2 separate regions of the Pan troglodytes genome follow, and region 2 is linked to region 1. The links are chromatin contacts, called in public Hi-C maps. All regions are on one chromosome and are shown on one strand. Each heading gives the region's core, a stretch centred on a gene start, on an enhancer-like site or on the middle of the called end of the contact. The rest is flanking DNA. Distances are from core to core; before and after follow the strand shown. Region 1 overlaps XXYLT1 (xyloside xylosyltransferase 1). Region 2 overlaps XXYLT1 (xyloside xylosyltransferase 1).

What was found. A called contact is a pair of places that touch in the nucleus more often than the background predicts.
Region 2: a Hi-C map of stem cell-derived neural progenitor cells shows a contact between it and region 1, with 5 times the contacts expected there. The contact joins two enhancer-like sites. A contact is called at or near these places in 2 of 7 Hi-C or Micro-C datasets (induced pluripotent stem cells and stem cell-derived neural progenitor cells).

The regions. Positions count from the first base shown.
Region 1 is chr2:198,294,089-198,298,690 of NHGRI_mPanTro3-v2.0_pri, reverse strand. All of the region lies in intron 3 of XXYLT1 (xyloside xylosyltransferase 1), which reads left to right. Among named protein-coding and RNA genes, the nearest start is that of XXYLT1, 160 kb to the left of the region's middle. Within about 2 kb of position 2,545, at least 7 of the 24 cell types and tissues checked have an H3K27ac peak or open chromatin away from gene starts, as enhancers often do. A contact at or near this core is called in stem cell-derived neural progenitor cells, where this site is marked.
Region 2 is chr2:198,444,973-198,449,574 of NHGRI_mPanTro3-v2.0_pri, reverse strand. The region is part of intron 1 of XXYLT1 (xyloside xylosyltransferase 1); the gene reads left to right. Among named protein-coding and RNA genes, the nearest start is that of XXYLT1, 11 kb to the left of the region's middle. Within about 2 kb of position 2,459, at least 14 of the 24 cell types and tissues checked have an H3K27ac peak or open chromatin away from gene starts, as enhancers often do. A contact at or near this core is called in stem cell-derived neural progenitor cells, where this site is marked.

The DNA.
Region 1 (4,602 bases), core at 1,296-3,795:
CATTTAAGAAACGAGGTGGTGTCTCTACCAAGATGGCCTCATGAGGCCATGAGGATTCTGAACACTGAGGGGCTGGATCCCCGCTGGAAGCGCAGGGAGGACGGGGTCACAGTGCGGAGAATACTGACTGTTCTTGCTAGGTTTGCCCCCCTGGCACTTGCGGCTCTCCTCCCCCCTCCTCCTCCCCCCTCCTCCTCCCCCCTCCTCCTCCCCCCTCCTCCGCCCCCTCCTCCCCCCCTCCTCCCCCCTCCTCCCCCCCCTCCTCCCCCCCTCCTCCCCCCCTCCTCCCCCCCCTCCCCCCCTCCTCCCCCCCTCCTCCTCCCCCTCCTCCCCCTCCTCCCCCTCCTCCCCCCTCCTCCCCCCTCCTCCTCCCCCTCCTCCCCCCCTCCCCCTCCTCCTCCCCCTCCTCCCCCTCCTCCCCCCCTCCTCCCCCTCCTCCCCCCCTCCTCCTCCCCCTCCTCCCCCCCTCCTCCTCCCCCTCCTCCCCCCCTCCTCCCCCCTCCTCCTCCCCCTCCTCCCCCCTCCTCCCCCCTCCTCCTCCCCCTCCTCCTCCTCCCCCCCTCCTCCCCCTCCCCCCTCCTCCCCCTCCTCCCCCTCCTCCCCCTCCTCCCCCTCCTCCTCCCCCTCCTCCTCCCCCTCCTCCTCCCCCTCCTGCTCCTCCCCCCCTCCCCCTCCTCCCCCTCCTCCCCCTCCCCCTCCTCCCCCTCCTCCCCCTCCCCCTCCTCCCCCTCCTCCCCCTCCTCCCCCTCCTCCTCCCCCTTCTCCCCCTCCTCCTCCCCCTCCTCCTCCCCCTCCTCCCCCCCTCCTCCTCCCCCTCCTCCCCCTCCTCCCCCCCTCCTCCTCCCCCTCCTCCCCCCTCCTCCCCCCTCCTCCCCCCTCCTCCTCCCCCTCCTCCTCCTCCTCCTCCCCCCCTCCTCCCCCTCCCCCCTCCTCCCCCCTCCTCCCCCTCCTCCCCCTCCTCCTCCCCCTCCTCCCCCTCCTGCTCCTCCCCCCTCCCCCTCCTCCCCCTCCTCCCCCTCCCCCTCCTCCCCCTCCTCCCCCTCCTCCCCCTCCCCCTCCTCCCCCTCCCCCTCCTCCCCCTCCCCCTCCTCCCCCTCCCCCTCCTCCCCCTCCTCCCCCTCCTCCTCCCCCTCCTCCCCCTCCTCCTCCCCCTCCTCCTCCCCCTCCTCCTCCCCCTCCTCCCCTCCTCCTCCTCCTCCCCCTCCTCCTCCCCCTCCTGCTCCTCCTCCTCCCCCTCCTCCCCTCCTCCTCCTCCTCCCCCTCCTCCCCCTCCTCCTCCCCCTCCTGCTCCTCCTCCTCCCCCTCCTCCCCTCCTCCTCCTCCCCCTCCTCCTCCTCCCCCTCCTGCCCCTCCTCCTCCTCCCCCTCCTGCCCCTCCTCCTCCTCCCCCTCCTGCCCCTCCTCCTCCTCCCCCTCCTGCCCCTCCTCCTCCCCCTCCTCCTCTCTCCCCTCCTCCTCTCCCCTTTTTCCTCCTCCTCCTCCCCTTCCTCCTCCTTCCCCTTCCTCCTTCCTCCTTCCTCCTCCTTTTTCCTCCTCCTCCTTCTTCCTTTTTTTTTTTTTTTTTGAGACGGAGTTTCGCTCTTGTTGCCCAGGCTGGAGTGCAGTGGCATGATCTTGGCTTACTGCAAGCTCCACCTCCTGGGTTCAAGCGATTCTCCTCCCTCAGCCTCCTGAGTAGCTGGGATTACAGGCGCCCGCCACCATGCCCGGCTAATTTTTGTATTTTTAGTAGAGGCGAGGTTTCGCCATCTTGGTCAGGCTGGTCTCGAACTCCCGACCTCAGGTGATCCACCCGCCTCGGCCTCCAAAAGTGCTGGGATTCCAGGCGTGAGCCACCGCACCCGGCCACGTCTCTTCTTTTTGAAGGGCGTCTGGACTCAGCTTTTCGTCTTGCTGAAGTGAAGCTGTAAATGTGAAGCTGTAAATGAAAGTCGTTCTGGGCAAAACAAAACGAGAGCTCTCCATTCCACCAGGCAAAGGGCAGGTGCCTGTGTGTGTCTGGGATTTATTTTTATTTTCTAATCCCGTTGCCAACAGAAAAAGATTCTGTGGAGCCTCTGATTGTACTACCATCCGGGAGCCGTTTATCTGTCGTCTGTGGGATGCTTGGCCCGATGTCCAGGGCTCCAAGTGTCTACTCTCCTCCCCCGTCACCCCCACCTCTAGGGGGTGTTTTGGAGAATTTGGCCTTGGCCTGGGAGGGTAAGTGCCCAGGGTTCCTTTCTGTCTCAGGGTCTTAGGACGGAAGCCAGACAGCTTGATGGTCCTGAGGCAGGCAGAGGTGGCAGCTGAAGACAGTGGTGAAAGAAGTGTGGAAGAGGACTTGGCTCCTGACGACCTGATGGGTGGCCAGCCCCCCACCCCAGCTTCTTTGCTGGGGGCGCCCCAGGCCCCTCCCGCTCTGCGGCCCTCCCTGCCGCGGCGTGCCTGCAGTTCCGCGCCTCGCCAGCAGGGGTCTCGCCTGTGTCGCGGCCGGATCTGCACGCGGGTCTGAGAACTCAGGGCCCTCCCACCGCAGCCCAGAATCACCGAGCCCTGGAAGGTTCCAGCGAGCCCGGCGTAGACACCGCCTTGAGGCCCGGGAGAAGGCAAGGGGCAAGTCCAGTGAGACAGGGTGTGTGCGGGGCCGTGCTGGGGCCAGAACCTTTCAGGGGGTTGGGGGTGAGGGTTAGGTGGGAGTGCGGAGCAAGAGCATCTCTCCATCAAAAACACAACAAGAGCATCTCTCCATCAAAAACGACACAGCGCAGCAAGAGCGCCTCTCCGTCGAGAACACTAGTGAATGACAGAATGGCAGTGTATTGGGCTTCCACAAAGAGGTTTTATTGTTTTTTTCAGAGTGATCATAGAAAGTAACTTTATCGATTGGTAACTTTATTATTCATAACAAATTGGGCACTTTAGCATAAAGAGACCACGTTTAATTTAAAGTATTCTTTTTCCATAAGAAGCAATACCTATGGTGTTCAAGTCAATAGTTAAATGCTACGCGTCGGTGAAATGCTGCCGAAATTAATCAGAAGTAAATAATACAGGAAAGGGGAAGGCTTTAGGCTTACTAAGAAGTGATGATATGAGAGTAAGGGAAGGTGGGGAATAAGAAGTATGCCATGGAATGCTGGTGACAGCTGGAAACGTCACCAGGAAAGGAGAGAGGGAAGCGCAGGGAGGCCGGGAATAATACCATGGTTTCCTCACAGTTTCACCGACAGTGGGAAAATGACCCGGGGGGCTCTGCCACGGTGTAGATCTGGCTCAGGGATCCCTTGGCCCCCGCTGATAGTTGAAACAGGTCTCCAAATCACTGCTCGGTGGCCCCGTGAGTGGACGCGGAGGCGCAGACTTGGCTGCAGCATTCAGGGATGGACTCTGTTGTTAAACGACAATTTCCTGTTATGTCATTTTCTCCACCATCTGACACACTTTCAACACTCACATACCTTTGAACAGAAGTTTAAATAAAAGTCTGTTGACTTTGCACTTGAGTCCTGCTGTGGACTTCACGTGGCCCTTTGCCTTTGGGCGTAAGTCAGACGAGATGATGATACGGTGTGTAGATATGTCTGTTTCTCTTAAACTTTGGTGAATATCCTGGGGACAGCTGTACTCTCCAGTCACAGGATCAAAGCTTACTGCATCTTCCCGAAGAGTCAGTTTTACTCAAAGATTTAGTAGAGGGAAAATTCATCTGTTAAAACATATGCTTATATATTATAGAGTTTTAATTTTTCATAAACCATTTAGATAAGACACACTTTCACACACTTGGTTGTGTCCCAGGTCCCCTTGACATTCACCTCTTTCCTATCCATGGGGTCAGCATATTTTGTGGTTTTATCATTCGATCATTCTTGTGATAGTATTTGACCGTTATGAACTGGAGGTGTGAAACACTAGTGAGCAGTTGGTTATATGGATGAAATACAAACCAGCCAGTGGTTTCCAAATGTGGCGCAGCCACACTGCTATCCCCAGGGCACCTCAAAAGACAGGCTCTCAGGCCTTGTCCCAGGCATCCCAATACTCTTGGTCTCCAAAGCTGCGTTTTGACCATGTACCCAAAGTGATTCTGGCTTGTAGCTAGACTTGCGAATCAAAGAACCAAATGGTTTATTCTAACTGTAGACACTGGGAAAGGGACTGCAAACTGATATTCCACAGACCAGACAGAAGAGGGTTTTTGGTGTGGGGTTTTTTTTGTTTGTTTTTGTTTTTGCCTGTAGCATTTTGTTGTTGTTGTTACTTTGTATTAGTTGCCAACATTTAAAATCAAGGTATTCCGTAGCTTTCCTTTAAAACTCAGAAGTCAGGATGATACTAGGCCTGCCTTTTCTCCAGAACCCCTGGCCTCAGCTGAACAGCAGCAGCCTCTCTCAGGTGGTCGTGCCACGCTCTCTGGATCTCCCGGGTCCCCGCCTCGTCCCCACTGCCTTGCTCTCTGGGAGCTTGAGGTTGTGATCCCCTGCTCAGTGAACACATGGTCGTGTGAGCAGCTGAATCTCACATACCCTTTCCCAGCAGGCAGCATGAGTCCACTGCTGCCCCACCCCCTCCCCGCAAGGGAACTGCTCACCTGGGCACTGCTGCCTGGGAAGTGAAGTAT
Region 2 (4,602 bases), core at 1,210-3,709, 150 kb before region 1:
TATCAGTCATTCCTCATGACTTCCTGACTGTTGTTCCTGTAGGCCATATTTTAAAAAGATAGATAATTACTTTTTTTTGCAACAAAAATTGAAATATAACTCATGTACCATAAAGCTCACTCATTTAATGTATACAATCCAGTGGTTTTTAGTGTATTCCCAAGGTTGTACAGCTATGACCACTGATTCTAGAACACTTGTCACCTCAGAAACCCTGTATCCATTAGCATCACCCTCCGTCCTCCTGTCTCCCCCGTCCCTAGAGACTACAAATCAGCTTGCTCTCTGTATAAATGTGTCTCTTCTGAGTATTCACTACAAGTGGGCTCAGCTAATATGTGGTCTTTTGTGTCTGGCTTCTTTTAGCCTAGTGTTTTTAGGGTTCATGTTGTAGCATGCATTAATGCTTCACCCTTTTTTATGGTTGGATACTATTCCATCATATGGATAAACCACATCATCCATTCATCAGTTGATGGACATTTGGGTTGTTTCCGCTTTGAGGCTATTATGAATAATGCTGCTGTGAACACTTACTTAGAAGTTTTTGTGTGGACATATGTTTTCACATCACTGGGGTATAACCTAGCAGTGGAATGGTTAACTCTGTTTAACCTTTTGAGGAACTGCCAAACTCAGTAGCTATACCATTTTACATTCCCACCAGCAGTGTATGGAGGTCCTGATTTCTCCACATCCTCACCAGCACTTGTAATCATCCATCTTTTCAATTACAGCTATTCTAGTGGGTGTGAAGTGATATCTCATTTTAGTTTTGGTCTGCATTTCGCTAATGACAAATAATGAGACGATTACATGTTGCTAAGGACAATTACATACATGTATTTGGTATTTTTAAAATATATTTACCAAAATGCATTTTATTTAAAAAAAACCCAAAAAACAGTTACCTTGACTTTCCCCTCCTTACCCTGTAAGGTGTTACATCATCGCTAGAAATGGGCATATTCCGAGGACATGGTTTGGAAATTTCTGACGTGTACACTGATGTGCCTGAAGTCAGCAAGGGGATGTTTACCAGTATGAAGTCTTGATGAGGAGAATAATAGTAGCAACATTTGTTCCCCTCCCCTCCCCTTTTTCTTTTCTTTTCTTTAATTTTCTTTTTCTTTTCTTTTTAAGATGGAGTCTTGCTGTGTGTCCCCCAGGCCAGAGTGCAGTGGTGTGATCTCAGCTTACTGCAACCTCCATGTCCCATGTCCCGGGTTCAAGGGATTCTCCTGCCTCAGCTCCCGAGTAGCTGGGATTACACAGGCGTGCGCCACCGTGCCCGGCTAATTCTTGTATTTTTAGTAGAGACAGGGTTTCACCATGTTGGCCAGGCTGGGCTCGAACTCCTGACCTCAGGTGATCCGCCCGCCTCCGCCTCCCAAAATGCTGGGATTACAGGCGTGAGCCACCGCGCCCGGCCTGTTCAGGCCTTTAGAATGTATAAAAGTGCAGACGCCTCACTTGAGCATGGCTGAGGCTGGGGAAAGAGGTGTGGCATCCCTGAGGCTGAGAGCAGGTGGCTTACGGAGCTCCCAGAGCAGCAGGAGGCACTTCAGGACCCCGCTAGCAGCTCTGCCAAGGGGCTGTGGGTGTGGGGATGAGGGCAGGGCTGTAGCCCACCTCACAATCTGTCATCCGCCTGCCGATGACACCCCCAATAAATCCATTCAATATGAACCAAAACTGCGCTTTCTGGGAGTGCAGCTTCCCTCTCATCTGCTTCAGGGAGCGCTGCAGGTTCACCAAACATCGGAACAGGAAGGAAGCTCTGGGCGCAGTGTCCCCCGTCCAGCTGATACCCTGGGCCAGAAAGGGGCAGTGACTGAGTGCCACAGCGAGCTGCCTTTAGAAGCGGCCCAGGCACCTCCTCTGCTGTTTGAGGGAGGTGTTAGCAGCAGCCCCGTCTTTTTCGGAAGGGTCGGTTGAGAGGCAGCCCACCCTAACACCCACAGTGAAGGTGGCAGGGCCTGTCGTCTTCACCTATCCTAGGGGGCTCCGCCTCCCTGTCTCCTCCTGGATGTGCCTCGCCCGGGACGGGAGGATGCAGTCCGACCTCCGGGAGGCAGAATCCGCGCGGTGTCCGGGGCTGGAGCCCCGTGCCCGAGGCTGCCCAGGGGGGTCAGTGTTGCGGGAGCTGGATGGGGGCTCCGGTGCAGGCACAGGTTTTGTCCTGTGCTCCGGGATGTGCGCTGGAGGCTCCGCGGCTGCGGTCAGCAGGGGGCCCCCCGTCTGGAGAGGAGGGGCCGCGGGCGTCGGGCGTTGGGCGGGGCTGGCCCCTCCTCCGCGGCGCGGTCCCTCCCCCGCCCGGGGCCGACACACGGGCCGAGTGCAGTGCCCCGCGCGGCCGCTTGGGGGCGCCGCTGCACCGCGTCTGCGCGCCCGACCCCCGGCCTGCGAGGTGCGCACGGCTGCAGCCCCCAAGCCTGAGGCTCCCGCGGGGTGTTTTTTTTCCTCCTCTAGCCCCGCCCGCCCTTGTTGTTTCGAAAGCACTGAACTGAAAGGCAGTCGGCGGGGCTGCGGCGGGCGGTCATTTCCTTCCTGGGCCGCTGGTAAACCGGCTTTGATGAGCCCTTTGTACAAGGCGGGGCCGAGCCGCTGGGACGGGCGATGCGGCAGCACGGTCGGAGGGAGGCTGCGTGGGGAGGCCCGTCGCTCCTGCCTGGTCCTCCCCGGGGCCCCAGCCACATCCTTTCCAGTCCGCCTGGTCCCCGTCACGCCCGGCGGGCCGCCGCAGCCAGTGTGGGAAACGTGTCTGTTGGAGCCGCGTGGTGGGGGTGGCCCCTCGGTATCCTGGCGCTGGTGGGGAATTTGGCAAAAGACCCGAGGCTGCCAGAGGCCGGCTCCGGGGGGCGCCCTGGTGCTGGGTCTGTCCCTGGCGCTGGCCTGGAGCCCGGCGTCCTTAATTGCGGGAGGGACTCGGATGCCACCTTACAGGCCTGTCCCACGCGACTGTCCTCGCGGTGAGATGAGGGCTTCCCAGGCCTGTACCTGGGGCGGGAGGCCTCTCCCTGGGAGGAGGAGCCCGGCTGCCTGCTTGCTGGAAGGGCCGCCTGGCAGGGCCCGAAGGCCTCCCTGCTGCCCTTCCTCACACCCTTCCCATCCAGGGCTCTTATCTTTCGCCCTGGGACCACTCACACCGTCGTGTGGGTTGTGGAAGACAAGTCAAGATGGCCAGGGCAACTTCATGTCCCATGCCTTACCCGCAAGCCACAGGGACCTTGACTTCACGGCTCTGACTCTGAGAGGCCACTCTAACTACTTGCCTGTTCTGAGCATGGAGCCAGGCCTCATCAGCTGACAGAAAGCCTGCTGTTAAGTTACTGTGTTTTAAATTAAGGCCATTTGTTTTATTTATTAGGGCGATGACTGTTAAGCAGCCCCGATTAAGCCATCCTCTGCTAGTGGGACTAGTCTCCCAGAGGCTGGCCCCTGCGGCCCTGCTCAGGCAGGCCTGGGGATGGCACAGGTGTGCTGCTCAGATAACAGATGAAATGAGACAGCTCACAGCCTGGCACATGGCAGGTGCTTGGTCAACGGTGGCTGCTAATAATGGTACCGGAATAGGTGTGTTGGGAACGGACACCCTGCTGTTATCACTCTAGAAAGCACATACCTGTTTATTCACCATGCTGATACCGTTGATTCAGTTGGAGGGCAGTGCAGCTAGCTTGCAAAACAGCTTTCTGCCCAGGTTTATTTCCGGTGTCCCCGTGTTCTTGCAAGTCTTCAATTCTCCAAACTACGGTGTTTTTTTCTTCTCTGACACTCCTCCCTCCCCTACCTCTTGGCAATATATTGTTTGCCTCTCTCTGAAAGCACAGGACACCTTAGCCTTATTTGATGTTCAGGGGCATCCACACTTTCTCTTTCCTGCTGGAAGGAAGAGGCTCATCTTCATCACATCCCTTCCCCAGGGGCCCTAGCCCTACCTGGCCCTGGACAGAGGCTCTGCAGTGCTAGCCGGCCTGTGCTCTGGAGTGGGAGCTGCGGCTTGTCAGGATGACGAAGCCTTTGTAGTCTTGTGTAGATGACAGAATCGCCTCTATGAACGTTCCTTAGTTTCTCGAAGGTTCCAATCCAAATTTGTTTATAGTAAATGGTGCACAATTACACAATTTCTGGTGAAATTTTGATGTTTTGTTTCCCTCTTACTGGTTTTTGATTTGTTTTCTTGGTCTGATTGCACACACTAACTGTTTATAGTCATTTTTGGGCATCAGCCAAGTGTAAGCTGTAAATGACTTAAAAAGGCCGGGCCTCTGGGGAGACGCTCATGGATCCACATAGCCCCACATACTCCCAGAGCCTGCTCCTATGCCTGGATGCCACGCTGTCCCCCTGAGTGGGGTCTCTGGCCTCACCCTCTGTGGCTGTTGCCTCACTGAAGGCTGTGAGGTGGCCCTGCTTTTGCCAGAGCATCACAGCAGCCCAGGATGTGACCTCTGTGTGACCACTCAGGTGGCCAGGCTCCCTGAGTCCTGGTCAGCGTGGGATTCTGCAGGGGCTTCATAGGCTCAGCAGGTGGATTTGTCAGTCTGAAAAACCTGCACAAGATCAGGCATAGTGCAGGCTTTGCTTAGGGCACCCTTG